6 separate regions of the Mus musculus genome follow, and all the other regions are linked to region 2. Evidence: chromatin contacts called from public HiCAR-type, HiChIP or PLAC-seq and promoter capture Hi-C data. All regions are on one chromosome and are shown on one strand. Each heading gives the region's core, a stretch centred on a gene start, on an enhancer-like site or on the middle of the called end of the contact. The rest is flanking DNA. Distances are from core to core; before and after follow the strand shown.

The links. Promoter capture Hi-C pulls out the DNA fragments that hold promoters and counts their contacts. HiCAR-type assays count read pairs that join an accessible place to other places. HiChIP or PLAC-seq counts read pairs in DNA pulled down with a chosen protein or histone mark.
Region 1: a contact with region 2 is called in a promoter capture Hi-C map of pre-B cells, with 3 times the contacts expected there. The contact joins the promoter of Atp5mpl here to the promoter of B930059L03Rik in region 2. A contact is called at or near these places in 3 of 39 promoter capture datasets (liver and pre-B cells).
Region 3: a HiCAR-type map of astrocytes shows a contact between it and region 2, with 7 times the contacts expected there. The contact joins the promoter of Wdr25 here to the promoter of B930059L03Rik in region 2. A contact is called at or near these places in 2 of 39 promoter capture datasets (the C10 cell line and hippocampal neurons), 8 of 115 datasets of contacts at active chromatin or transcription factors (the NIH/3T3 cell line, astrocytes, embryonic forebrain and 5 more) and 1 of 9 other capture datasets (adipose tissue).
Region 4: an H3K27ac HiChIP or PLAC-seq map of embryonic stem cells shows a contact between it and region 2, with 5 times the contacts expected there. The contact joins the enhancer-like site here to the promoter of B930059L03Rik in region 2. A contact is called at or near these places in 2 of 39 promoter capture datasets (cranial neural crest and hippocampal neurons) and 4 of 115 datasets of contacts at active chromatin or transcription factors (astrocytes, embryonic stem cells, large pre-B cells and 1 more).
Region 5: a HiCAR-type map of astrocytes shows a contact between it and region 2, with 4 times the contacts expected there. The contact joins the enhancer-like site here to the promoter of B930059L03Rik in region 2. A contact is called at or near these places in 3 of 39 promoter capture datasets (the C10 cell line, cranial neural crest and hippocampal neurons) and 4 of 115 datasets of contacts at active chromatin or transcription factors (the NIH/3T3 cell line, astrocytes, embryonic forebrain and 1 more).
Region 6: a promoter capture Hi-C map of pre-B cells shows a contact between it and region 2, with 3 times the contacts expected there. The contact joins the promoter of Trmt61a here to the promoter of B930059L03Rik in region 2. A contact is called at or near these places in 4 of 39 promoter capture datasets (erythroid cells, liver and pre-B cells), 3 of 484 Hi-C or Micro-C datasets (CD4 T cells, embryonic stem cells and rod photoreceptor) and 2 of 9 other capture datasets (adipose tissue and liver).

The regions. Positions count from the first base shown.
Region 1 is chr12:111,965,545-111,970,029 of GRCm38.p6, forward strand. Atp5mpl (ATP synthase membrane subunit 6.8PL) reads right to left here and starts at 1,465. Exons shown (of 4, transcript NM_027360.3): 1 at 1,380-1,465.
Region 2 is chr12:110,588,299-110,593,233 of GRCm38.p6, forward strand. It overlaps B930059L03Rik (RIKEN cDNA B930059L03 gene), which reads left to right and starts at 3,076. Exons shown (of 1, transcript NR_033340.1): 1 at 3,076-4,381.
Region 3 is chr12:108,892,817-108,897,618 of GRCm38.p6, forward strand. It overlaps Wdr25 (WD repeat domain 25), which reads left to right and starts at 1,456. Exons shown (of 7, transcript NM_177602.3): 1 at 1,456-1,497. It overlaps Wars (tryptophanyl-tRNA synthetase), which reads right to left and starts at 1,358. Exons shown (of 10, transcript NM_001164314.1): 1 at 1,253-1,358.
Region 4 is chr12:108,809,564-108,814,021 of GRCm38.p6, forward strand. It overlaps Yy1 (YY1 transcription factor), which reads left to right. Exons shown (of 5, transcript NM_009537.4): 3 at 3,356-3,416. Among named protein-coding and RNA genes, the nearest start is that of Yy1, 18 kb to the left of the region's middle. Within about 2 kb of position 1,783, at least 33 of the 459 cell types and tissues checked have an H3K27ac peak or open chromatin away from gene starts, as enhancers often do. A contact at or near this core is called in astrocytes and embryonic stem cells, where this site is marked.
Region 5 is chr12:108,913,837-108,918,445 of GRCm38.p6, forward strand. All of the region lies in intron 2 of Wdr25 (WD repeat domain 25), which reads left to right. Among named protein-coding and RNA genes, the nearest start is that of Wdr25, 22 kb to the left of the region's middle. Within about 2 kb of position 2,270, at least 97 of the 459 cell types and tissues checked have an H3K27ac peak or open chromatin away from gene starts, as enhancers often do. A contact at or near this core is called in astrocytes and hippocampal neurons, where this site is marked.
Region 6 is chr12:111,675,561-111,679,921 of GRCm38.p6, forward strand. Trmt61a (tRNA methyltransferase 61A) reads left to right here and starts at 2,545. Exons shown (of 4, transcript NM_001099793.1): 1 at 2,545-2,601; 2 at 3,043-3,402. The coding sequence starts at 3,072.

The sequences.
Region 1 (4,485 bases), core at 215-2,714, 1.4 Mb after region 2:
TAGCATTTGGAAGGTAGAGGCAGGGGGATCTTTCTCAATTCAAGGCCAGCCTGGTTTATCTACAAACGGAGTTCCAGGATGGTCAGGGCACAGAGAAAACTTGTCTTGACCTCCCACACCCTGAAAAAGAATGTGGTGTCACAGGAGGGTCTGGAAGGAAAAGGTAAACAGAGGATGTGGAGGGACTTCAGTGGTCTTGGTGTTCTCCTCAGCATCGAGGCATCCTGGCACTGTGTCCTTATTCTAAACTGCCATGAGTCCCGACACAGTGAAGGCCTGCTATCCAGTACATTTACACCCCACCCCCACCCCTTTGTCTCTTGCTCCTGGACTTCCATTTTGGTCAGTTTGGTTGTATTTGACTACACAAGTGACATGTTCCCTGTACTCAGTGTGGCCTCTACTCTTCCCACCTAAGTTTCTCTGGCTAACCATATTTCCCAGTTGTTAGTTTTACAATACCAGATTCAATAAAAGATCATCCTACTCGAAGGTCAAATGGCTGTCTACTGAGACTGCCTATGCCTGCAGAGTTTGTGAAAGTGACAGTAACAGCAAGCTATTACCTGGCAGCACACTGTAAAGAGGGGAACATGTCTGAGGTTTATAATGTGGTTTCATACATTTTCAAACATCGGCCTTGCCAAAACCTAACTTGGAAGAAACCTGTGGAATAATGGAAAGAAGGCACTGGCTTTGAAGTGATGTTTCTTGGCACGGATTTTTAGCTGCATCCCTCCCTGAGTAACTTGAGTAGGTAACAAGATGCTCACAGTTGATGGTGGCATGCCCCTTTGCCAGAGCCTATAGTTACACAGGTTCATCCAAGTGTCAGCACAAGGACACAGTCCATGCTGAGTGGACCTCCACTAGAATCTAGCTCCTGGACAACTTCTGTGAGGATGATACTAGGGCCCCTGGCCCTCCAAGTCTTGAGGAGTAATCCCTCTTTCGCATAGAAATTGATGTCTGAGCAAAGTCTTATCTGTCCAAGGGACTGACAACCACCCCTCCCCTCATACAATCAGGAAGACTAACTCCAGAAACACCTTCGCAGTGTGGAGGACTGAACGCCGTGCACATCCCTGCCCTCGGCGTGATGGAGTCCCGGACACTCTTGGGGGACTCTTGGGGATCTGGAGGACTGACCCCGGACACCCCCGCAGTCTGGATGACTCAGCCGGGCACTCTCTCCGTCACAGTCGCGGGGAACCCGGTGGACCCTCCCTGTAGTAGGCGGCGCAGGGGCTGACCCAAGGTCAGCGTGTATCGCAGAGTCCTTCGCCCGCGATCTACCTGGGCCCCACCGCACCCGGTCCCGGACCCTCCTTAGTCCCCCGGGTTGGGAACACAGCAAAAAGCCCAGGTTCCGCTCTTACCTCCGCGGGACCAAGACCACAGGCAACACCAAATTCTGCTACAGAATGGGAAAGGTCACAGAGCACGCAGGCGCCGCGCAGGGCCTGCTGGGAAAGCGGAAGGAGCGGAGACACCAGACGCCGGCTGCCCGGCCTTCCGCGCCTGCGCACCACAGCGCCCCCAGTGGTCGCCCGGGTGTTACAAGCTTCGGAAGGGATTAGTCCAAACCAGGAGGAGCTGGGAGAAGCCTACTGTGTTTCTAGGTGTCATAAAACTGACCAGATTTCCCAGGGTTTGTGGGTTTCCAGGAACAGAGGACTTTCAGTGCTGAAACCAGGACAGTAGATAATCCGGACAAATTGTCCTTAAGTAAATAAGTAAATAAAGCCCCTTTTACATGGTTTATGGCTTTAATCCTAGCCCTCAGGAGGCAGAAGCAGCAGGATAAATGTGACTTTCAGGCCAGCCTGAAAACCTAAACCAAAATTCGCGTGTGTTGGTGCATACCTTTAGTCCCAGCACTCAGGAGGCAGAGGCAGGAAGATCGCTGAGAGTTCAAGCCTAGTCTATTTTTTTTAGTGAGTTCCAGGACAGCCAGAGCTACACAGTGAGAACCTGTCTAAAAAAAAAGAAAAAACAAAAACAAAAACAACCAATCAGACCAAAGGCCAGACATAGTGGCTCGGGTCTTTCATCCCAGCGTTTAAGGGGCAGAGGCACAGGGTGGAGGGTGGAGCGTGGGGCTGTGGGTCTATTGAGTTTGATAGCCTGGGCTACTTAGTGAGACTCTCACACTCCCTCCTCCTCCCCTCTCCCCTCCAACAAACAATAAGAGCAAAGGAAATAAAGCAACAGTGACAAGGGGAAACCCTCTTTACTTGAATTTTTTTTTTTTTTGAGATAGGTCTTTCTGTAACTTGTTATGTAGCCCAGGCTGGCCTCACACTCAGGGATTTGCCTGCCTCTGCCTCCTGTCTTCTTGGATTAAAGGCCTGCACCACTATGCCAGGCTTTTGGCATTTCTTGCCATTTCCCCCTGTATTGCTACAAAAATTTTTGCTCTAATATTTGATTAAGCAGCCATGCTGTGCATAGTAATTATCATTAAAATTGTTGTAAAGCGTTGCAGAGACTTCTGCAGGAACGCTAGGGACTGGACCTAAGGTTTTATGTTTTAAATAAGCATGCTAGCTGGGTGTGTCGTGATATAATCCTAGCACTTGGACAGTAGAGGAAGATGATTAGGGTTTTAAGAGCATCCTGAAACCCTGGTTTGGTTTTTAGAAAACAAAACCAAAACAAATGAACAAAAATTGTTATTGCTTTTTTTTTTAGTTTTTTTTTAAGTTTTTTTTTTTATGTGTATGAGTGTTTTGCTCACATCTATGTCTGTGTACCAAGTATGTGCCTGTTCGCTCTCAGAAGTTAGAAGGCATTGGATACCCTGTAACCAGCATTATGGATGTTTGTGTTCTATCACACTGGTGCTGGGATTTGAACCTGGGTCCTTTGGAAGAGCAACAAATGCCCTGAGTCACTAAGGCATCTCTTCAGCCTCAGACTTCTGTTTAAGAAATGACTGACATCTGAACAGAAACTGAACAAAAGAAAGCCACCTATTGGGTTAAAACAAATTAGGCATGTATAGCCATTACCCAAGCAGAACACAGAAGAGCTAGTCAGGAACCCAGACAAGCAAGGGAAGACAAAGGTGTCGCACACACAGAAGGAGCCCAGTCCCCTCGGCCCAGAGCAGCTAGCGCTTTCCTCCTCCCTCCTTTTCTCTTTACTTTTTTTTCCCTTAACAAATATTATTACGTGGATGAGAGTGGGGAACAATCCCCAGTGCCATGGGGCCCATGTGGAGGTCCGGGGAGCGAAGCTGTCAGGCATCTTTACCCACTGAACTGTCTTGATAACACCACTTTATTGCTTTAGTTTAAAATCACTATTATTTTATGCATACGTGTTTTGCCTGTGTCTAAGTATGGCTTCAAACTCATGACAATTCTCCTGCCTCAGTCTCTAGTGCTAGAATTACAAGAGTGGGCCACTTTATCCAGCTTTTTCCTCTCATGGTGCTGAAACCATAGGTGGGTACCTAGAACAAGATATAAACTCTACAACTGAGCTTTACCCTCCATCATACAGCTAACTGGGTCTAAGAAATCAATGAGGAATAGGGTAGAAATATTTGAAGAGCTAATAGCTGACTGAGAATTTTGTAAAAGGAATATTAAAAAAAAACAAAAACAAAAACAAAAAGGCTCCAAAACATCTTAGTGGAATCAAGCAGACAGAGAAATGAAAGTCTGGAAGTCACGTGACAAAACTAGAGCTGAGGGCTGGGGCTGCAGATCAGTGGAAGGGCGCTTGCTTAGCGTGTGTGAGGGTCCTGGGTTCCAGACCCAGCACTGCCAAACAACAAAACCCTAACACCTAATGATGATGTTAAATGACTGTTCCTCAGGATTCTCCTTATAGGAAAATTAGCATTTAGTAAAGGTGAAGTACAGTTTTGAACAAGTTGAGAATAAAGGAATAATTACTAACAGAGCATCTGCAGGCTTAGTGATTTCTAAGGCCTCTGAGGACCAAAACTTTTCACCACAATAGTAACATTTGCCTTTTCTTGCTAGAATTCTCTCATGTGCACAATGGAATTTTCCAGAGGCTGTGGGACTTGTGATGTCATATAGTGTTAACACAGAGACAGAAAAGATGTTGTCTTCTATTCAGTTAGACACTAAGGGACTGGTGAAGATTTCTAAGTGTCACTCTGGGACTGGAGAGATGACTCAGCAGTTAAGAGCAGCGGTTGTTCTACCAGAGTACCAGAGTATGGTTCCCAGCACCCATGTTAGGCAGTTCACAGCTGCCCTTATCTCCAGCTCCAGGAGGGATCTATTGTCCTCTCCTGGCCCCTATGGGCACTGCACTCACACGTACCATACACCCATACATACCTGTAAGTAAAAATATAAAATTGTAATTTATGAAAAAATTTATATGAAATATAAAATTTTAAGTGTTTCTCTTACACACGAGGCTCTTGGAAAATACAGTGATTTTTCATAAAACAATAATGCCTGACATCAAGTGAGTTTTTAATTGCTAGTTTAAGTT
Region 2 (4,935 bases), core at 1,826-4,325:
ATGTGCGAAGCAGTGTGGAGGGGAACAAGGAAAGGGGATTTCACATCTTACTAGAGATGCCTGTGTGTTTAGCAGGAAATGGTCTATGTGGTAGAGATGCCTGTGTGTCTAGCAGGAAACGGTCTATGTAGAGTTTGCTAATGTTACCAGAGAAGTCAGTGTCAAAACCTGGGCCCTAAGCAGCCTTAAAAAGCTAGGCTTGCCCGCTCATTTTCAGTAGGATAGATAGTTAAAGAGACTTGTTGGGAAAAGCAGACGAGATTAAATTCAATGTGGTCACATTAGGAAGCAAACAAATGAGCTCTGCTGACTCCCGAACCGTCAAGTCTACCTTTGGAGTACTAACTGGAAGGCGAGATTTAGAGAGAAGACAAGAGGTATGTATAAACTAAGCAATCCTGGTTAACTCTAGTCCCACACATCATTGGCAAAACTCCAGTGTGGTCTGTAAGGTGGTCTCAAGTTGAAACTGTGTAAAGTCTCTTCCTAAGAGACAAGTTCCTCCTCTGGCTAGCACCTACTTATCATTAACTGTCAGCTTGGTACATCTCAGAGTCACTTGAGAAACGAGCGTACATTGGGCAACTGTCATTATTGGTTGTTCTGTAAATCCGTCTGTGAAGAGTTGGCCTGATTGGGAACTGAAGGTTAAAGGGACCACCGCATGGCCAGGTGGCTCTGGGTTAAAAGTGAGTTAGTTCGAGGCTGGCCTTGTCCTCAGAACAAGTTCTAGGACCTGTCCTCACCTCCCCCCGGAAAAAAAAAAAAAAAGCCTAAATAAAAACTTTAAAGCAAGTTAGTGACCCACCAAGCAGGTATCTTCTATGGCTTTCTCGCTAGGCTTCTGCTCTGATTTCCCTTCATGAAGGGATACAAGACTTAAACTCAGAACATCAGTACAATTCTTACAAGGGTTGGCCTTGAGCGGGGACATGGGGAGCTGGTCCACTGAAATAGAAGGGAAGCTTTTTAAAAATATATGATTTATTATTATTTCTGAGTATACCATAGCTGTCTTCAGACACACCAGAAGAATGCATCAGATCCCATTACAGATGGTTGTGAGACACCACGTGGTTGCTGGGAATTAAACTCAGGACCTCTGGAAAAGCAGTCACTGTTCTTAACCACTGAGCCATCTCTCCAGCCTGCAGAAGGGAGTTTGTTTGTTTTGCTGTTGTCTTTAAAGATGGTGGGAGATTTGAGCTTTCTGAGCAACTTAGTTAAAAGATGAGGTCATGAATTACAAATGAAAGCAATGGCATTCTCTCCCAGTTTCAGGAGTATGGAAGATCCCAGCCCTCCCAACAACAGTATACCACCCCCCTAAGGAAAGAGGTTTTTCTTTAAATGGTGAGTGACAAGGGCCTCATCTTCCATGGGATGCCACCTGCCACAGGTGACAGCCTGGAGTCTACAGAAAGTAGCTGCATTTCTGTTTCCTGTGACAGGCTCTCTCTACACCATGAGAAGGCATCAAACGGGATACACTGCATTAAACTACACTGCTCTGCAGAACTATGGCTGCAGGAAGCACCACTGGCTTAGGCGATGGTACTCCACCGCTTCCCAGCTGGCTGGCTGCACGTAGCTGGAGGGCAAGGAGCTGGCTGAAAGTAGACACCCATAACAGAAATTCTACCTCCACCTACATGCCAAAAGAGACATAGGCATGCCGTGTAGGTGTGAGGAATATTCCCGAGGAGGATGCAAAGCCAGCAGAGGCAGGTAAGCAGGGGCTCCCACTGGCAGTGTCGCCATCCTATGCAGATCTCAGGGCCACAAGTCAATGCTTCTGGAAGGACAGGAAAGTAACCCCAGTAGCAGGTGAGGAAGGGTGGGTCACTTCAGTTTACTGTTGGTGGCTTGCAGATTTGTAGGACCCTTAAAAATGCAACTGAAAGTTTTAAAAGGTAAGTGTTGAAAACATTTTGAGACAGTCTTACCAAAAATCCTACTACCCAGCCCCCTGAATGCTGGCATTAGAAACACGTTCCACCCTGCAGGGTGTCATGTATTTTGACTCTGCAATTCTGCTTCAAAAATTTAGCCATCAGCAAAATTCACCTAGTCTGAGCAGTAAGGCCAGCTACTCCCGGCCGCACTGTTTTCCATGCTGAAAAACAGAAACCAGGAATTATCCTCACCTGCCTGAAGTGTTGCTAGATGCAAATGTGAGCAGAGAAGTGAGAAAACCCCAGCACACGCTCTCACTCCTTAAGATTTTATTTTTTTAAATGTGTTTGTTTCTGTATGTGGATTTGTACATATGAGTGCAAGTGCCCACGGAAGCAAGAGGGTGTTCGGTCCCCTGGGGCTAGGGTTATAAATAGTCTGTCCCTAACGTGGGACTCTAAACTCGGATTGTCCGGAAGAACTGTACATGGACCTAACTGCTGAGCGGTCTCCATAAAATATGGCCAAATTGAAACTAGAAAGGTTCTGGCACTCATTCCAAATTCGAATTCATCCTCACCCCAGGACTAACTTTTCCTGCCGGCCCAACACCTTCTTCTCAAACATTCCACACTGCAGCCAAGAGGGAGCTTGCAAAAACATCCCTCCAACCAGTCACCCCAGGATAGCCCGTGAGCCCTCTACAAGCAATGTCCCTATTACCCTACTTATCGCTGTACCTTCAGTCTGGCACCGTGTGGGACACTCAAAACTGCGTCTGATGGACGCAATGTACAGATAAATGTGGGATCAGCGAGAACAGCAAGATCCAAGTGGAGAGGCAATCAAATGTGGGTACGTGTGTGTAAGGTGGACGTGCTGACATACGCCTTCCATGCCAGCACTGGAAAGGTGGAGGCAGGAGCATCAGAGTTGGGACTCAGCACGGCTACCCGGCATCCAAACCAAAGAGCAAGCGGATGGCAGCAGGTACCCCGTAGGAATGAGACAAAGCGCATGCAGAAAACGGAGAAGAGTTCAAAGTCAACAGGATATCAGCTCAGCACAGCTGCACCAGAACACGGCAGCAGGACAAGGGCGGCCCCGGGAAGGTCTCTGCCATCTCGGCAGGGCGGAGATCTCCGCAAGGCGCAGCCTCCACGGCGCACGTGACTGGATGAGTCACCGCGCCAGGAAGCCGCACGAAACCTCGGTTCGGCAGCTCGAACGCAGGCTGACTTAGGACAAGGCAGCGACGTCTAGAGGAAGCCGCAGAGGGGGCCGCGTCCCTTGGCGGGAGGGGAGTGAGGGCCGCGGACGGCCCGGACCCAAGCTTAGACGCTTGGCCCACGGCACACAGGACAGGGAGACCGACTACCTTCACCTAAACGCTGGCGCAGGGAAATGACGCAGCGCATCGACCAATCGGGAAGTGTCTGACTCTGAATCTCGCGATATTCACGGGAGGAAAATGAGCCAATCGCAATGCCCCTTCTTCCAGGCCGCGGTGATTGGCTTGAGGACTCACATGATCGTTCGAGGCCACACGTGACCGCTCCCCTGGCGACACGTGATCGACCTGCCACTCTGCAGAAGTGGCTTCTGGACAGCGGCAAACAGGCGTCCGTGGAACTGAACGGCAGGTCCTGGGTTACAGCCCCGTCACTTTCCACTTGATAGGCGGGGTTGGTGACCAGGGTCCCATGTGACCCCCGTCATGGAACCCCGAGACGCGACCGTAGCGTGGATAGGACAGGGCCAACCTGTCCCCTGTAGCAGCTCTGAGAACTGAAGTAGGTGGGAGGCTGGGGATGCCGAGAGATTAACGAAAGAAACCAGTAAGCAGGGTCAGGAAACTCGTCCCACCTAAGTGGCGTGTACCGGACACGTGGTAACGTAAAGAGGTAGAGGTGCTTGCTATGTAAATAACTATGGAGGACCAGAACTCACATAGATGAGGACTTTGAGCACCCCGTCTTTCCCACTACCACTCACTGGGTGCCTCTTTCTTTCCTTCTTTCTCTAATTTACTCATAAGACAGGGTCTCGCCTTGGCTAGCCTTATTGTCTGTCTGTCTGTCTGTCTATAAAACAGAGTCTCTTCTTGGCTGACCTGGAACTCACTGTGTAGACCCTAAACTCAAGAGATGTCCCTGCCTCTGCCCTAAGAATAAAGGCGTGCACTTCCTGGCTTGACTTCTGTCTCCCTCTCTCCTTTCTTTGTAGTAAACTGCCTGTCTCCGACTCTGTCCCTGAGTCTTACTGTTCTAGGGCTCAAAAATCTGGAAATTTGTGCTGATTCCCTCCAGGGTCATAGCCATGCCTGTTCCAAGGAAGCCCTAGCGATGTCTGTTTCCCACTGCTTCCTGCCCAAGATACTGGTAACCCTGGAAGGTAGCCCTGGTGTGGGGGTGCTGTCAGAAGCATGGACACAATTCTCTCTCTCCATGATGTTAGAATTTCCTGAATAATAAATTGGCAGTCTGCATCCCTTGTATTGATGTAATTTGTTGAGTAGTTTTGTTCTCACTCTCTTAATAAATAATAACTCTTGGGTCACACATTACACCTCACAATGCAATGTAAATTACAGAATGGCTATTCAAGGTTAGAGTTCACAGAGGCCTTCCTGGAGGCAGAGGCAGATAGCTGCTACAACATTTGCTGGTTTGGTTTGCTTGGTTTTGTTCATTTGATTTTCCAAGATAGGGTTTCTGTGTAGCTTTGGCTGTCCTGGAATTCATTCTAGACCAGGCTAGCCTCAAATCCACAGAGACCTACCTGCCTCTGCCTCCCAAGTGTTGGGGTTAAGGGACTATACCACCACCATCTGGCACAAATACAGTATTTAGGGATTAAGGAGTCCAAGTGGATAGCTGTTGGGGGCATGGAGCTCAGAACCTGAGAGATCAGGGATCTAGGCCGCAGGTGTAGTGTTCAGGTGTAAGACAGGTATAGCTTCAAGTAGATAGGTGGATTGTCAGCCGTTCACGCACGTAGGAGGTGACGGGCCGGGCTGAAGCCCTAGGTAAAGTTCAG
Region 3 (4,802 bases), core at 206-2,705, 1.7 Mb before region 2:
ACACTAATTTACAAAGACAGACATTACAGACTCTGTTGTCACAATAAGAATGTCAACGTATTCAGACACTGACCACTTAAGGAGGCCAGATCAACCGGAGCTTTGAAGATGCTGAAGGGCAAGCTCTGAATGCAAACAGGTCACTGGGCACCCACCACATCTACTCAAAACCAGGGCATCACCTGAACCTGAGTCAACTAGATGAAATACATGCACAACATCCCAATCCAGACACACACCCTCCTCAAGTCTTCAATGCTCTCATATGAGGTAGGTGACCCAAACCAAACCACTGCAACAACAGAAAACACGCTGCTAGCCTAGCAGAGAAGGCAATACGTACCCTGGCTGTGTAGTCCAAGGGTGCTCAAGCTGGACAGCTGAACATATGAGACTGCCCAGCCAGGGTGGAGGTCTTTAATACTCTCCTCTTCCCCTTTCAGTTTCTTTGTTTGTTTCTTTTTTTTTTTCTTTTTTTTTTAGAAGAGACTATTGTTTTTCTTATCTGCTTTGCCACACCCTTTCAGTTTCACTTACTGAGGGGTTTCCTAGAAATCACTCAGGTTCCCAAAAGCATTTGAGCCATTTGCCCAGCTTTCTTCAAGAGCAAGTCCAGCCACTGGCTAGCTACTTGGGCCGTGGGAGGAGGCGGCTGAGGCCAACCAAACTCTCAAGAGCCCGGAGCTACTTGTCATTGCATTGCATCAGCTGTCCCTTTCTTCAGGTTGACCGCCATATGACCTCCCCACCCTCTTCCTTTCCCGCCCCCACAGCATCATTGCAATTGTGTGTAGTGTAGCGACAAATAGGACGGGCATATCGCTTTGTACATCACTGCCTTCCCGAAGCAGCCTTGCTCTGAAGTTGTGCACTGCAGCGGAAAGATAGGCTTTTAATGTTGGACATAGAGCTTGGTGTGCTATCATAAAACCGTGGGCAAGTAGCGTTCCTTCTCTGCTTCTCTTTAGGATTCCTCATCTGTGAAACGGGCACCAGGGGCTTTACAAACACTTCGTACAGGGCAAAGAGATCCTACAGGGCAAAGCCCAGGCGGTGGGAAACGATGACAGGCTGGGTGGGCGGCGCCGCCGCAGCCTCCCGGTCCCTCGTGGTACAGGTGCCCAGAGAACAGACAGCCCGGTTCCGAGCTGGATCCTCGGGGCGCGGCGCCGGGGCGTCAACCGAAGGCCCCGGCGCCACCTCGGCATCCCTCCCTCGCTCCCGGCGCAGTGACCACCCCCTCCTCACTTACCGGCGGCCCCCACTTCGGCCCCACCAGTCAGCACCCCCAAGTTCAGCCACCGGTACCTCTTGGGCGTCCGTGGAAACACCAGCCGGCTGGAATAACTTCCGGTCTCGGCATGCCGCTATTGGCTGTCCAGGCAGAGGAGGGCAGAGACCATCTCCGATTGGCTGAAATTGCTGGCGTCGTGGTGGAACGCGACTGGGCGGCCCGAGTGCTGGCCGGACCGTTGTAGGGGTGGACCAAGAGCTTCCGTGTGTGTGTGTGTGTGGTGAGCGGCGGGCCCGGGAGGGAGGGGGCCGGGATGTGGCGGCCGCATGCTTCTCGCTTCTTAGCGCCGGGCTCAGCTCGCCGCTTGCCTTCCTGTTCTTCCCGTTCATTCCTAGAGTGCTGTGCTCTGAACTCTTTACCCATTAGTGTTGACAGCTTGGCTAACTTACTCATCCTTCAAAACCCGTGTCTGTTTTTTGTTTCCCATCCTGTATCCATGGCCTCTGGGGCAAGATCCGTGTGAATTTCTACCCACATCAGATCTATCATAGTGCCTAACACAGAGTAGGAAACTAGGACCCGTGTGTTGAACGGGAAAATTCTGTCTTTAACTTTCCCAGTTCCCTGCCCCATCACCTTGCTGTCTGCAAATTCATCCAGATTGAGGCTTCTTGGACAGTGAGCTAAGCACACAGGACACCCTGCCCCATGTATCCGTGCTCCCTTTAGCTTTTCAGTATTCGACTTCAGTCCTCAGTCCTCTTTTTCCCCCATTTAGCCTCTTCCTCTTGGTTTCACCTCCCCCCCCCCCCCTTTCTCATGGCATTTTTTGGACTTGGGTACAAGATGGCTACCATCATCTCCTAAACGGTGTGCATCTCTCTCAGCCGTCTCCCTTCATATATGTTTTCTTGACTCACCCTTGACTCCTCTTCATTGGTATTGGTTCTGTTTTAGTCACAGTATTGTGAACACCTTAGTTCCCTCAACCTCTTCAGAGCGTCACACTGGTGTAGTCTCTCTGAGACCTGTCTCAGCTCCAGAAAAAGATGCAGTCTTGGGCCCAGCTACCCTGTATCCTTTTCCTTTTGAGTTCACAAGTCCACGACATCGTCTGGCTCACGAGTCAGGGATGTTTTTGTCTTTCTATGGCTTGGGAGTGTGATGAATGAAGGACATCATTTACTGTTTTGCCTACTGTGGCAGATGTTGAGTGAGAGAATGAAATCTATGTGTGGTGCATCTGGTGTCCAGTCCCTTGCTGTCGTTCATTTTCTATCCCCTGTGGAGCTGATGAGCCACACTGTCCTCAGATCTGCTATAGGCCTCTTTTGTGAGTCTACCCTGCAGATAACCGTGTAGCTTAAAACCCAGGCTGTGACCGAGCTCTATATAGTATGGTGGTGGGAATCAGATGGGTTTCATTTGAGGAACCAGGAGATTGGCCTCAACTCCCTGCTGAATATGTAGAGATCAAATTATTTGCAGAGCATGGGTCTATCTCTGTGTGGTTAGTCTCTAGTGGGATCTTAGTTTGGTTGGAGAGTGGAAAGCTGGTTTTAGAAGTCCTTTTTCGAAGATGTTTCTAAATGTGGACATTGTTACCTGCCTGGATTCAGCTGCTGGTAGGAATGATAGCTACAGGCATTGGATGATGAGCAGACTTGTATGGCAGTGGGATTCTTAGGGCAAATAATGCCATTAGGGGACAGATGTGGAAGGCTTTGAGTGGAATTTTGGAGCCCAGTGTGTGATCTGACATGGTGATATATACTTGTAATGCCAGCACTCTGAAGGCTGAGGCAGGAAGACTGGACTAAGACCAGCCTGGCTTACATAGTGAGTACTTGTAATGGGCTAGGGAGGTTCATCTGTTAAAGACACTTGTTTTGAAATCATGAAGACCAAAGTTTGGATCCCAGCACCCATGTAACAAGCCATTTCACACTTGCTTGTAACTCAACCTGTAAGAGGTCACAGACAGACTATGTCTCGAATAGATAGAAAGTGAAACAGCACAGGACTCCATCTTCTGGCCTCCTTGTATTTAGGAGAACAGGTTTGCACATTCGCATAGGCATGCATACACTTACACAGCAAACACACAAGCATAAAAAAAGAAGCGGGCTAGCTGGTCCATGGCCCAGGCTTGCACTTTGTCCCACTCCACCCTCTGCTGGCTGAGATATGCTCAGCATCCTTATTTTCTTTCTGTCTGTACTCACAGAATTAATACTGAGTTTTAGACCAAAGCAATTCTTACTGAGAACTAGCTGATAGAAATTTGTGAATGCTCAGAATTCCAGGAAAAACTTTTGAATGGAAATTTAGTACCCTGTGAACCTATGCATTTGGGGTGAAACAAACAGATTTGGATGCCATGTTTAGAATTGCTCTTGCCACAGTTGGGTTGACTGGTGACTTAGGACCCAACCTGGGCTTTGTACGTGCCCGGGCAGTACTCTGCAGTTGCTCTGTTTCTCTGGACACGGATTTTTTCTTTTTTTTTGTTTGTTTGTTTTTAGAGACAGGGTTTCTCTGTGTGACCCTGGCTGTCCTTGAACTCACTCTGCAGATCAGGCTGCCTCGAATTCAGAAATCCACCTGTCTCTGCCTCCTGAGTGCTGGGATTATAGGTGTACATCATCATCTCCAGGCTGAGGTTGTTTGTTTTTAAAGACTGGGTCTTGCCTAGGTATCCCAGGGTGTCCTTGAAGTCATAATCCTCCTGCCTCAGCATCACGAATGCTAGGCTCAAAGGTGGGTGCTGCCATACCCAGGTCCCTCTTGCCCTCGTGCTCTTTTTCTACATTCTCTTTTTTCTTCTCTTCTGCTTTGCAGTGCGGAGGGGCAAACCCAGAACCTTGCATGTGTTGACAAGAATTCTGTCAGCGAGCTTTAGCCCCAGCCCCACAGAGGTTTCCATTTAAAAAATTATCTGTAAAACCAGGAAGTGGAGGCCCAGGCCTTTAATCCCAGCACTAAGGAAGCAGAGGCAGAAGGATCTCGGTAAGTGTGAGGTCAGCCTGGTCTACAGAGCAAGTTCTAGGATAGCTGCAGCTACCCAGAGAAACCCTGTCTGAACACACACACACACACACACACACACACACACACACACACACACAGTAACTAATTATTTCTATTTAGTAGGAGACCCATTTTTTTTTTACTATTACTTGGGTTTTTATATATTATGTAATATTTAAATTAGGGTTAACATACATACCTTGTCAAATATCATTCCCCCCCCCTTTTTTTTTAAAAAACAAACAAACAAACAAACAAACCTTTTATTGTATACATAACTGGGAGACAGCATGCGTCTTAAGGCTCACATGCTGAGGTCAAGGGAAATTTTTCATGAGTTGGTTTTTCTCTTTCCACTGTGTAGGTTCCAGGGACTGAGCTTAGGTGTGATGACGAGTGCCTTTAATCCACCGAGTCATCTTGCAGCCCAAACTATATTTTTTAGTTTCCCCTTTTAAAAAGGTATGTTTCCTATTTTTAATTGCGCGCATGCACCTATCGTTGGTGTGTGAGCTTGTACATGCGAATGCAGGTAGTC
Region 4 (4,458 bases), core at 533-3,032, 1.8 Mb before region 2:
CCAGCTGTCAGGGGACAGAGGTTCCCTGTGAGTTTGAGGCCAGCCTGGTCTTCTGAGGGGTTTCCAGGATAGCTAGACACAGTGAAAGCCTGTCTTGACCTGACACCACCCCTGAAAACAAGGGTTCTGAGTTTTGAGGTGGGACCACAGAGGGGAGGTGGGGGTATTTTACTGAGTTGTCTGTTTTTGAAAAACTGTGTTCAGAGACTAGGGCCTGGTGAGTAATTTATGTCTCCTAATTTTAGCTAGGCAGTTCTTTATTGTATATTTCCTTAAAGCTGGACTGTGATATCCTGTAGGCTGCTGGGTGTGGTAAGTGAACAACTACCTGTAATTCCAGCACTTGAGAGGCCGAGGCAGAAGGATTGCCAGTTCAAGGCCACCCTGGGCTCCATAATGAGACCTTGATGCTGGCAGATGATAGCTGAGTGATAATGGACTGTCTCAGCAGCTGAGGTCCTACATCCTGGTTCTAAGTTTATTGTACTGGGGAGACTTGTACTTCCTAGCTTACTGCCAGAAGACTCATCTTTGCTACATCCAGGGCTCTGCTAAAACTGTTGGGAAGATGCTGCAGATGTGACTTGTGGAGTTCAGTCTTTGTGGTGGTGCTCCTTCCACATGTGACAGGATGAGTTGGAGGTAATGTCAGTTTAAGCAGCGTGTCTTTCAACATGCCCTCCAGTTTAATAAAACTGAGTAGCAAGTAGAGTAAAAAGCTGTTGAGGGTGGCTTTATGCTTGTCTTTTTCCTTTCAGTATCTTAGGGTTTTTTGGTTGAAAGATAATTTAGAATATCAGAACCTTACGGGTTGTTAAGCATAAATAATACAATTTTAAAGAATGAATTCAGTTTATTGAGTGTGGTAGGTAGTTGGCGCTTACAGTTCTTCCTTATCATGCCAGAGGCCGAGCCACACGGTTGTCAGGCTCCTGGCCAATCTGCGATACTTGGTTTGGACCCTCTCTCAAAGATCAAAGAAGCAAAAGGATGAGTTTCATTTCTAACCATATGACCAGTGATGATAGTAACTCATTGCTCAGGGGTCTGGTGTGCTGTCTTGGACTCCTTGCAGCTCTGATAAAAGAAGGGTCGTGCCTGCTTACAGAGTAAGAAACCGAGGCTGAGAAGTTAGTGATTTGCTCAAGGTCATAAAGATAGTAGAAGTCAACTCCAAGTCATATATCCATCTTGTCATTTGTCCTCATCGTGTCTGGGTCTGTAAAGTATCCCAGTCAATGAGAGAAACGCAAGCAGTGTTTCTTGATGCTGGGGTGGGGTGGGAATGACCCCTTCATTTTTCTTTTGCGTAGCTTCTGAGAGAAGAGCCAATCTTGTTATGGACAGTTGTGTCTTCCATTGATGAAGTCTTAGGTTTGCCCAAATGCCTGGTAAATTTTCGTTCTAAAATTAATACTGAATATTAGCACACAATTTCTAAAATGATAACTAGTTTGGGAGTGGCCACATAGATCTGTCACCAGCACTTAGCATATGGAAATAAGATCGCAAGTTCAGGGCTAGTATGGGGTATATGGTAAGAACCTATTTCAAAGACATCTTATTAAGACTGGAAAGAAAGCTGAGCAGTGGTGGCATATGCTTTTAATCCCAGCACTCATGAGGCAGAGAGACAGGACAGGAGGCTCTCTGAGTGCCAGGGCAGCCTGGTCTACAGAGCAAGTTCCAGGATGGCCAGGGCAATGTCACATAGAAACACTGTCTTCGGGAGGGAGGAAAAAGATTTGAAAGAAATAGAAGCATTCATGAATTGCTGCTGATTCATGCTGATCTGACCTCTAGGTGGTGCAGTAGCACCAGTTGCTTCCTGCTACTCTGAACTGAACCCCAAACTTCAAACTCACTGACATGTAAGAGACTAGTATGAATTATAAGTAGAGACAGGCTTTTGAGAACAACAGGCTCGTTAAAAACCTGTAAACAGCAGACACTTAAGTAATGCTTGCTAACTGGAATACTAGTAATCTAAAGTGTGTCTGCAGGGTTGGAATTGGGAAGAGATTGGTCATCAGGCATTGTAGAAGTTCTCCCTGTTTTTAGACATGGGAGGTTGCTAGCTTGGCAGTGTAAGGAGGATCCAGATACTCTGTCCTGGGTTTGGGTGGACAGAGTAACCTACTGAGAGATGTCATAAGTCATTTTTGGTACATTGTTGCTAAGAGGGACCATTGGCTTAGTTACAGTTTAGCCAGCAAGCTTCATGCAGGAGTGTGAGGCAGTCCAACTAGGGCTACAAAGATGTTTTTGAAATTAAATTAAATTAAATCATAGTTTTCTAGAGCACAGTTTTCTTGCTCCTTGATCATACGCAAGTTTGTAAGGAATGCTAGGAAAGAAATCTTTCAGAAAGACCAAGGTTGCTGGAGGAAGTAGAAGATAGACTGGTTCTCAGTTGACAAGCTACAACCAGAAATAAAACTAGCGGTGGTGACAAAACCCTGTCTCAAAAACAAAGTAAAATGAAACATCCTATAAAAACTGTCATCTCCCTCTAACCACCAAAACACCAGCAGGAGATGCCTTCCGCTCAGTGTCAGTGCACCTGTTTGATCCCAGCACTTGGGAAGTGGAGGCCTGCAGATCTCTTTGAGTTCAAGGACAGCCTGGTTGAAAGAGGGAGTTTAAAGGCAGCCAGGGCTACACAGAGAAACCCTGTCTTGAAAAAAACAAACAAGGCAATTCTGCCTGTCCATCAGCCAGTAGTAGTAGCCAGTGCCCGTTTGTGGTTTCCTTTGAGAGTTTTTATTACATGGGTATAAATGACTCTGTATAAAAGTATAATGTGTACTTCCAAAATTAATATTTCCCAAAGATGGTTTGTGTCTGTATGATGTGGGCCCATTTTGTATGTGTGTGGTTGTTTGTTACTGTGTTTTTTTAAGATGTTATATATTTTTGAGCAGCTGATTTTTGTTGCCTTACCCCAACAAAATAATTAATGTGCAGTTGTCAGGGCTGATGATCTTTGTGGGGTTGTTAGTTTTTATTTAACAGGGGTAAGTGGGACGAGGAGGTGTTTGAGTCATATATGATAATGGTGCTGGTGGTGCAGTTCCAAGCCATACCAGCTTTGCCAGAGGCAGCGAGCGAGGCAGGCTTTCCAAGCACCAGCACTTTTACTTAGAAGCTAGAAGAGAGCTCGCAGTTGAGCAGTCTGGGCAGCTTGGTCCTTTCTCCGTTGTAGAAGGGGAACACCAGGAGCTTAGTGTTGGTGCTACAAGGGAAAACCTCAGGGACGATTTGATTTATGCTTACTGAGTGTGACCCACTCCTACAAATCTGTCTCTTTCTCTCTCTCTCTCTCTCTTTCTCTCTCTCTTTTTTTTTCAATAAGAATGAAGCCAAGAAAAATTAAAGAAGATGATGCTCCAAGAACAATAGCTTGCCCTCATAAAGTAAGTAATGCGAGGGGAGTGTGGTTAGACCTCTGCTCAGGCTGCAGACAGGGTGTATATAAGGAGTGTGCCCTTTGAGTTCCACTTTTGTAACTGAAACAAAGTAAGCAATTAGGGCTTTGGGATTATAAACACGGTCTTCATTTTGTTTGTTAGTAAAGGACACTTAAGATATGTTAAATGGGGCTGCTATAGGGGCCAGTGTTCTTACTCCTGTATATTGACTGTACTGTGTTAGGACTATTTCTTTTTGGACCATTAACAAGTCAAGTCTTAAGACCTTGGGTTGTACTTAACCCACAAGTCTTTATGAGACTCTAAGCTTATAACTGAAACTTGGAAATTACTTTGGATATTGTTAGAATAGACTAAATAAAGACTTGGTAATTTCCCTCAGTTTTCTTTTTACTCTGTTAATTGTGCTACTAGAAGGGTGCATAACTGTTTTCAAATGCAGCTGGTTTTTTAAAGTAAAAAGGGGTGGCTCAAAAGTATTTTGAGGTGCTAAGGGTGGTGGTCAGCTTTCAGATTGAACGGGGAAAAGATGTGGATGCTGAGAAACAAGGCAGAAGAAACCAAGAATGGAATAAAGAATTTCCAAAAATAGCAGTTGCAGAGTAAATATACTTGATATAAAGGCTGTGCACCCCAGTCTCTGTACTGCTTGTAGATGCTTATGGTGTGGAGGTATGGAATGCATGTGGCTGTTATCTAAACCACAATTAGGACGCATTTGAAAACCGTTATGCCATGCGTGCCGGGGTCTCTGTGCTGCTCTGTGTAAATGGGAGCTGAAGTTAGAGGTCAAGGTGGAAAACTGGCTTTCCCCTCCCTCCCTTTTGCCTGTGAAGCTGTCTAGTGGTGACCTGTGCTGTCCTTCTGTCATGCTGTCTCACCATTTCCCCACTCACTCCATCATGGGCAACAACTGCAGAAGAAATTGTTGAGGACATGCTGCTCTCGGGCACCACACATCCATCTGCCTCCCCCGCACTGGTATCGCTTTGCCTGCCTCTTCCTTTTCCTGGTGTCTCACCAAATA
Region 5 (4,609 bases), core at 1,020-3,519, 1.7 Mb before region 2:
TCTGTGCCTCAGTTTCTTTCTAGTACATGGTGTTAATGAGAGTCAGTTCAGGGAACTGCCAGAGGTTTGGCCTTTGGAAAGGTTTGCTGTTAATCTGACTTAAAATTCTTGTGGTCACTGTTGTACCGGGCTAATGGCTCCGGTCCTTCCCTTAGGCCCCCAAGTGCAGAGAAAGGCGATGGTGCCATGGGGTCTCTGTGTGTGCCCTTGGCTCTGTCACACTGAAGCCACCCAGAATGACTTGTTTCTTGTTGGTTAAAAACACTTACAGCACTTGGAGCAATGGGAACATACTTTTTAATTATTTCCCGGCATGTCTACAGCAATGCTGTTGTCAAGGAAACCAAAGCCTCTGAAAAGCTTTTCAACTTCCCTGTCAAAAGAGGACTCTTGTGCCACACTCATGTCTGTGGGAATGGACCTGTCCTTCTGTAGCAACATCTGTTTCTTCTGGAGGGTTGTTTCCTTTCCTCTAACACATAGAGTCTTCCTGACCTGTTCCCGGGAGTGGCAGGATAGGAAGAACTGCTTGCATTCCTAACACAGTATTTCATTCATCCTGCATCTGTTGCAAGAGTTGGGTGCTGGGACAGAGTGAGATCAGAGACGAATGCCTGGACTAGTCTTCCCTGTGAGGAAGCAGCACAGGGGGTCAGAGCGGGCAGGGAATGGTGGGGCAGGATCATGACTGTGCTGTAGGGTGGAGGATAAGATGCTTTGGGCTGTTGGGGCACTGAGGAGGTGTGATAGATGCACAGCAAGGCCGTGGCAGACCATCCCAAGCACACTGCAAAGACCTAGCAATGTGGCAGAGTGTGCTGCCCCCAGTAACCTAAGGCAATCCAAGGATGCTGGCTGGCTGGGTACCTGAGGCCCAGAGGGACCTGTGCAGCCCTGCTGAGGAGTAGGGAGGGCAAAGAGATTTCAGCACAGTCTTCCAAGTGTGTGTGCTTTCTGTGGTCTGAGCTGCAGCTCCTTGATGTGTGGAGGCATGTCACTGCTGTGTTCCAGCTCCAGAGGAAAGGGCGCTGCCAGCTCGCTCAGGGCTTAATAACTCACTCTGGCTGTGGGAGTGTGGCTCTGCTGTAATGCTGCAGCCTGCACGCCAATAAAACTTTATGGCGGTTAAGCCTGTCAGGGGTGCTGGTTTATACGAAAGAGATGAATCACTGTGAGAAAAACGGGACTCTTAGTTTCTAACGGCCCTTCTTATTCTTCTTGTAAAACTTTAAAAAATAACCCTAGATGTATAAAGCAGCACGCAGTGAGTGCCTGGTCCTTCCCCACGTTCCTCACACTGACCTCCCTCTCACACAGCTAAGAAGTTAACATCAGGCAACTCTACCACACTCAGCTAACTCTGCAGTGCACTTGCCTGCCTTTTACTTAATTTCCTGTTAACGCCCCTTTCCTGTCCCAGGGACCAGTTCAGGGCACCATGCTCCATTTAGATGGCTCTTAGAACTCGGCAGGTGATGTGTTTTGGGGTATCCGAAGAATAGGCTGGAGCTGACCACCTACTCTGAGTTTCCTGTGCTGCTCCAGCCCCACCTGGCCTACACCAGGGACAAATGTGAGGATGCCTAGCTGAGTGTAAACTCCAAGCTTTCAAGGCTGCTGCTTCGTGAGCTCGTGAGCAGGAGAGGGCCTGCTCCACAGGGAGGCCAACAGAGTTCATGTGCCAAGTGCCTTGTGCTCAAGGGTGCTGCCTCCCACTGCATGTTCCTGCTCTTCCTCCTCTTCCTCCTCCTCCTCCTCTTCCTCTTCTTCCTCCTCCTCTTCCTCTCCTTCCTCCTCCTCCTCCTCCTTTTCTTCTTCCTCTTCCTCTTCCTCCTCTTCCTCTTCCTCCTCCTCCTCTACCTCTTCCTCCTCTTCGCCCCCTCCCTCTCCTCCTCCTTTTTCCATCTAGGCCTGACCCGGCCAGCCTTTCGTGCTGACATTGTTGAGAGTTTGTGTTTAGGCAATTCCAGCACTTTGGCATTTTCAGTTTTCCCGTGGTTTATCGGATAATTGAGTGTATCTTGAGGCAGCAACTGAGAGTTGAAATGTGTTGCCTTTAATGAGTGAAACAAGCTCTCCTTGCATACAGATAGCTGCACACTTGTGGGCGCTCCCATCTCCAGCCCTGCTCCTCCCTGTCTCTTCCCTCCATCCTCTCATGTCTTGATTTTACTTTCCCCTTCTGCTTGCCCCTAGTCCTCCATCAACTGTGTCCGCCTCCGCTTGCCTTTCCTCCTTTCCCCACTCCCTCTCCAATTCCCTTCTTGCATTCCTTTCCCAGCAACAGGCCAGTGAAGCTGTTGCCACGGTAACAGAAGCCTAGCAGAGGCTCTGCTCTGCTCTCCCTATGCGGCTAACAGGATGACGCAGATTGCAGATAGTGTTGATTTCTAGAACCATCTGAGCTCTGGCCTGTGGCCTCTGGAGGCCCTTCATCTTCCAAGGGCCATACCAGCACCATAGCTTGTGGTTCTATTCAGCTGATGGTCAATTTTTTTATTTGGAAACTTCAAAATCTGCTTTCCTGCCACTTCAAAATACTGGTTGCATGTGTGGAAGTGTCCCCCAAACCCACCTACATGGAGATAGATGGCAGCGGGAGGGAGGACTGTAGGAACAAGTCACATGCAATCTTTGCTGAGTTGCTGGGATGAATGAATGATTGTTTTAGGATAGGGACTTCAGGTCTAGTTGGATTTTTAAAACTCCAGTGCTTAGTCTCCTCCAGCAGGTGTTTGAGAAGAGCTTGCTGGTTCTAAGACCTGGGTCAGGACTGTGCAGAGCCCAGTGCCACCTCAAGGGATCCGTTAAGGAGCAGGGCTGGTGTGTGGACACAGGGCTGTGCTGACATTACACGGATGCTTGTTTGTCACAGTGGTCCAGTGGGTCCAGCTGGTGCCCATTCTGCTTTCGCATTAACTAGGCTCTGTGGTCCCCTCAGAGGGACCACAGAGCACTTGGCTTCTGGGCCGCCATGGAGCTGGTTGACAGTGGTGGCAGCCGCACTCCATCTGGGTTTGACTCAGGCCCAGCTTGTTGGCATTAGTGAGGATTTGGAGTCCCGCCATTCAGCCAGCACCAGCTAATAGCCCAGCAGGGAAGAGTTAGTCCGTGGATTATATTTAAGTTAGTCCTTATTCCCAAAGGTAACTTTGTTTAATAAAAACCTTAAGCCCCTATTACTGTGCTTATGGGTATCCTGGCTCCAGGGTGTACAAACACGACTTACAAAATTCAAATATTATTTGTGGCGGTGCACAAACATGTTCATTAATAGAGGGTGTGCTAAAAGCACAGGCGAGTTCCGTCTGTGCCTGAATGGTCTTTCTGCACTTGGGTCTTTTTATTTTCATAATCACTTGGAGCTTATTTAAATACCGCCCTTTCAGTAGTGAATTTTCAAGGGAGGACGCTATGTTATGTGAATAACTTCATGGCTACCCACAGTATTTCCAGTCAGTTGCTGTGACTTAAATTGATAATGGACCCCACACAGCAGTTGCTAATGGGGGATAATCTGGGAGTGTTTTGTTATTGTTTTTATTTTAGAAGAAAGGTTTGAAATTAGCATAGTAAATCTCTGTGGGATCTTTGCAAATAAAAGAATATCCACGTTAAAAACAACTTTCAGGAAAGATGTATGGTAATGAATAAAACATCAGTGAGTGAAAATAAGCGTGTTTAATTATTCAAGTAGAAGTAGTAATTTAAACTAATTATTGCTTGCGGATTTCATAATTCAGTTTTTGTCTCGCAATAATATTTCCTCTGGGCCTCTGGGGCGCGTCAGTGGCTGCCCCCGCTCCATTCCTGGGGCAGAGAGGCCTCCTGCCTCCCTGGAGACTCAGCGAGAGAGTGTGGGGTTGCTCAGGTCCCTGTTTCTGCCCTGCTCCTTCTGCCTTTGGTCCACAGCAGTCCCCTGTGCACTGTCTAATTAAGCACTTCCTTATTAATCACCTCTGGTTGGCTCAGGGACTCAGAGCAGCCTGTACATTGATTTCCAAGTGGGGGCTGGCATCTCCCCTCAGCCCCTCAGGGTCGTAGGCTTCCGTGGCATGCATGACCCCTTCTGCCTATCCCCCCCCACCCCAACCCCATACACACTGGGTAGTTTCCTGCTCTTTATGGCTGCCTCAACTTGCCTCTCTTCTTGGAAGCATCTGCTAATCCTCCATGGGAGTCCATCCCCTCCGATAGCTTTATGCTATCAGATTGTGGTCTTTTGTTTGTTTACATTTTTCATATTGGGCTTTTTTTTTTCCCTTTCTTACTTTGCTTCTGTTACTGGGGGAAACATGATCACCTAGAGGAATGGAAAAGTACTGGAGGAAACAGGAAGCAGGCTGCTCCATCATTACCTGCAGCTTGCAGTCATGGGCTGCTCTAGCAGCCTTGGGGGTGCTCTCTCTAGTTCAGCTTTTCTTGCCTCCCCAGGCTCTGGGGCTTGCGTGTCTGTTAGGAGGGCCTGGGTCTCTCTCCTCTGCACACTTCTGAGGTGCCCCTGGGATTAGTTGGTGCTGATGACAGAGGAGTAAGTGCTGAAAGGACTCTTGCTCAATCGCGAGAGGCTTTTAAAACCCAGTTATTACTGCTGCTCCTATGAATGCCC
Region 6 (4,361 bases), core at 1,295-3,794, 1.1 Mb after region 2:
CAGAAGGTCCTGATATCCCCCGATGGTCCTAGGGTGACTACCCTTGGGACATCATGCAGATTCATAGAGTATATGCAGCTATAGTGGAAGGGACAGCAGGATAGGGAGGTGAAGGGGCCTTTATAGCCTCCAGATGACAGTATCAATGTGAGGCCCCCACTGGGGTGTTGCTTGGAAGTCCTGATAGCCCCCAGAGCAAGGAAGCAAGATGAGGGTCTTCCAACCTAGCTGTGTTCCTGACTGTGGGCCTGCTGCTCTCCTCGGGAGTCGGTAGTTGGTCTGGCAGCTCCCAGGCGAGAAGCTAGATGACATCACCCCCCAGATTTATGGTCCCATTTCCTTCAAAATCACACCAAGTCATACATTAACCACAAAGAAGGAAGGGGTATCAAAGGAGTCTTTGATAATCATAGACTGAGTTTTTTAATCATAGAGCAGGGTCCAGTCCAGCAGGGCAAATGGAGAACAGATAGGGCCATGGGCTCCAGGTTCGCCAGAGGCTAGCCACAGTCTGTGGCCAAGGTGTATCTCTTCCTCTCTGCTCCCTTGCTCATGGAGGGCAAAGGGGAAGTTGACAGGGGTCAGAAGAGAGGTGAGGGCTGCAGACAGTGCAGCAGGAGGCTGTGCCAGTCAAAGGGGGACTCTTGGCAACTTAGGCCCTGCCAGAGGTGCAGGTGGAGCAGCCTCCCCCAAAGACATCTTCAGCTTCTTTTCCTCTGGGGCTGGCTGCCCCTGTTCTTGCCCAAGAGCGCTATCAGTTCTCTGACTCTAGGCTTTGAACTGGAATCCCTCAGGCCAGGGTGGAGCACACCTTTAAGCACAGTATTTGTTAGGCAGAGCAGGCAGATCTCTTGGGTCTGAGACCAGCCTGATCTACATAGTGAGTTCCAGGCAGCCAAGGCTATATAGGGAGGCTGTCTGAAAGACAAAATATAGCCCTGCATGAACCATGTTGTCGGTATGATGTTACACAAATTAGCTTTCTGTTCCCCATCTGTAAAGTGGTCATAAAATTGTAAGGAAGAGGATTCAATGACATGAGAGTGAACTGGCCACATGAAGCATCTGTTCTTATTAGAACTCAGTGCATAAACTGCGCTGGGAAATCTCCCCACCCTCACCTCACCAGCTAGGGTCTTAAGCTGCTGGTTCTGCTTGAAGACTCCAGGCTGAGGCTGGGCATAACAGATGACTAGTTCTGAGAAGATGGACTGTAGAAGAGGTACACAGGAAGAACTGAGAAGCCAGCAGTGGGCAAGTGGAACCAAGCCCCCCCCCCCCCCCCCGTTGAACTCATAGGTTGGGTGGGGATGTAATCAGGCCTGGTCTCCATGCCACCGAGAAGCTGAGGAAGAGGAACCTCCCAGGAGAAGTGAAAAGTCTAACTCTCCAGAGGGGCAATTAGGATGTGTATTGGGCTGTGCACCACCAAGGGAATGAAGTACCCTGTTAGAACAGGGGTTGTGGGGGCAGGGAGGATGGGATAAGGAGTTTCTGAAGGGAAGTCCTGGAAAGGGGAAAACATTTGAAATGTAAATAAATTATTCAATAAAGACGAAAAAAAGAAAGAAAAGGGTTGTGGGGCTGTGGATATGGCTGGGATGTCTCAGCTGAAGACATGGGCGACCAAGAAAAACCCTCACTGTCTGTCCTTCCAGGGCTATCATACTAAGGTCAATCAGGGCAGAAATTTGAGGAGGTCTGAAGTCAGGCACCTGAGTTTCTAGGGCAAGGACATCACAGGTTGGCCTAGCCTGGCCCCAGAGGATCCCTATAGGCTGGCGGGATTCTAGAAAAGGCAGGCTGGGTCAAAGTCTCTTCATGGAGAGTGCAGCCTTAAGCTGGTCACTGCTGCTGGTTCTGCATAGCTAACGTTTCCTTCTCTTCTTTTCTACCAGCTGAGGTGTGCAGGAAGGCTCTCCACTCTCTCTGCCCCATGCCTGCCTACTCCCCTCTCCACTGCACACCCGGAGGAAGAATCTTCCTTCACTTCATAGGCTCTCAAGATGCCAGGGATCCTGGAAAGGGACGCTTTGTGCCCTCCCCCTCAGGCAGGACCTGGCCTAGGGCCACTTTTGCAGAATACTCCAGACTAACTCTACTCCTTTTACTCGGCCCAGCCCTAGCCAAAGTCTTTGAGCTAACCCTCATCCCTTTGCCTGCGTTTCCACTTTATGGCATTTATTCTGGAGCCCAGACAGGGTGTTTCAGAGCTGTTTGCAATGACAAAAATGTCCTGGTGGGCCATAGTAGGGAGGTCCTGGGGTTACATAGTTGTCAAAGTGCTCTTTAGGGTCATGCGTATCCCGCGGGCAGACACTTCGTGCACCGGGCAGCCCTAAAAGGCCGCGCGCGGACAGGCCGCGGGCGAGCAGGGGACTTTTATTTCGCACAGCGCTCGGATCTCTTAGGCAACGTGCAAGCCTGCACAGAAGAACACAGCCGAAGAGACGCCAGCCAGAAAAGGTCCTCTGGGAGCACGCAAAGGACAGCGCGGCGACTCCCAGAGAGCCCTGCGTTGGTTTGACGTCATCAAAAAGCACCGGAAGTGCTACGGCCGCCGTGGAGCCACGTGTGGAGCCGGGAGCCGGTTTATGCTGCGTGAGTTTCCGAGCTGGGAGCGGCGCTCCGGGCTTGCTGGCAGGTCCCGTGCTGTTCGGCGGGAGGCCAGCCTTCCCTGCCGTCGGGAGCCCTCCGTGGAGACTCTGGGCAAGGGGCTACGGGGATTCCGGGCTCGGAGGTGGCTTCTCTCCCCTGCTGTGCACGCTATCAGAGGCTGCCGCCTTCACACTAGGGGATTCTGGTTCTTCATGTGTGGGAATCCTTGGGCTCCTGTCGCTGTGCACTCTCTTGTGTACTCCGAGAATAGAGACCTCCAGAAGGGCTCCATATGTTAGGCTAGAGTGCAGCTCTGTTGGGTTGGCTAAGCAAGTCCGCTAACCCTGCTCAGAACCCAGGCCCCACAGACCTCTCTGTCCAGACCACAGATCTTCATCCTGCCTCCTGGTCCTCTGACCTCACGTCCACACACCACTTCTCCAGGTCCCTGACCCTTGGCAAACGTTAACACCATGAGTTTCGTGGCATACGAGGAGCTGATCAAGGAAGGCGACACAGCCATCCTGTCACTGGGGCACGGCTCGATGGTAGCAGTGCGTGTGCAGCGTGGGGCACAGACCCAGACCCGGCATGGCGTCCTGAGGCACTCGGTGGACCTCATTGGCCGCCCATTTGGCTCCAAGGTGATTTGCAGCAGAGGCGGCTGGGTGTATGTGCTGCACCCCACTCCTGAGCTCTGGACAGTGAACCTGCCCCACCGCACGCAGATCCTCTACTCCACCGACATTGCCTTGATCACCATGATGCTGGAGCTGCGTCCCGGTTCTGTGGTCTGTGAATCAGGTGAGCTCCTCTGGTATGAGCTCAGATAAGACGGTTTGCAGCCGATCCTTCCTGCAGTTGTGCGCTGAACTACTTGGTTCTTCTAGCTTTTATTTAGCAACTCCGCTTGCAAGGGAGGGTGTGGCTGCAGGGAGTGAAGCCAGAAGCAGTACTAGCTGCTGTCATCGAAATGGCAGCTGATGGGAGCTAACCTGGGTTGGAGAAGAAAGAGGAGGAGGTGCCCTATGAGGTCGGAGCTGGGATTGCTTGATGCTGGCCAAGGTGCTGACTGCTTTTTTTCTAGGCCAGCTGCCCCTTCCTGGAGGGAGGCTGGATACTCCAGAGCTCATTGCAGAGAGAAGTCTGTCCCACACTTACAGCCAGGCCCTTCCCTAGTTCCATCGAAGATTAGCACTGTCACTGATACGAGGCCAGGTGGTAGCTAGAAGGGTCTGAGCTAGCTGTCTCTCACATGCCCACCCTTAGGTACTGAGGCCACTGGATGCAGCAATCTAGGCATACACCTCTGCCAAGAATGACCCCGGGGATCAGATGGCTAGATCCTTGGTGGTGTGTTTCTTGTGGGCTAAGAGGCTGAGGTCCAGAGTCACAAGAGTTCCCATTCTCCCGGTTGTTGCTGGCTTTCTATTCTTTCCCTCTGAAGCGAGAGAGCGGATAGCAGGTCAGCTCTGACAGCTCTCCTTTTGTACCTTGCATTAGGGGATATGCTATCCTGTCTCAGGCCTTTGCCCTGTTTCGGGCAACACAATCCTGTGCTCCCATGTGGTACCCGGTCCCTTCTCCGCCCTCTGAAAGACAGGACAGGCAGGAGGTTGGAACCAGTGCTTTGGTGAGGAACCTTGCTGGAAGTGGTCACCAAGCCTGGGTACTTGGAGCTGTGGAGGGAGCAGCTATAAGGATGAGTAGAAGAAGCCAGGCAGTGGTGGTGCAAACCTTTAATCCCAGCACTTGAGAGGCAG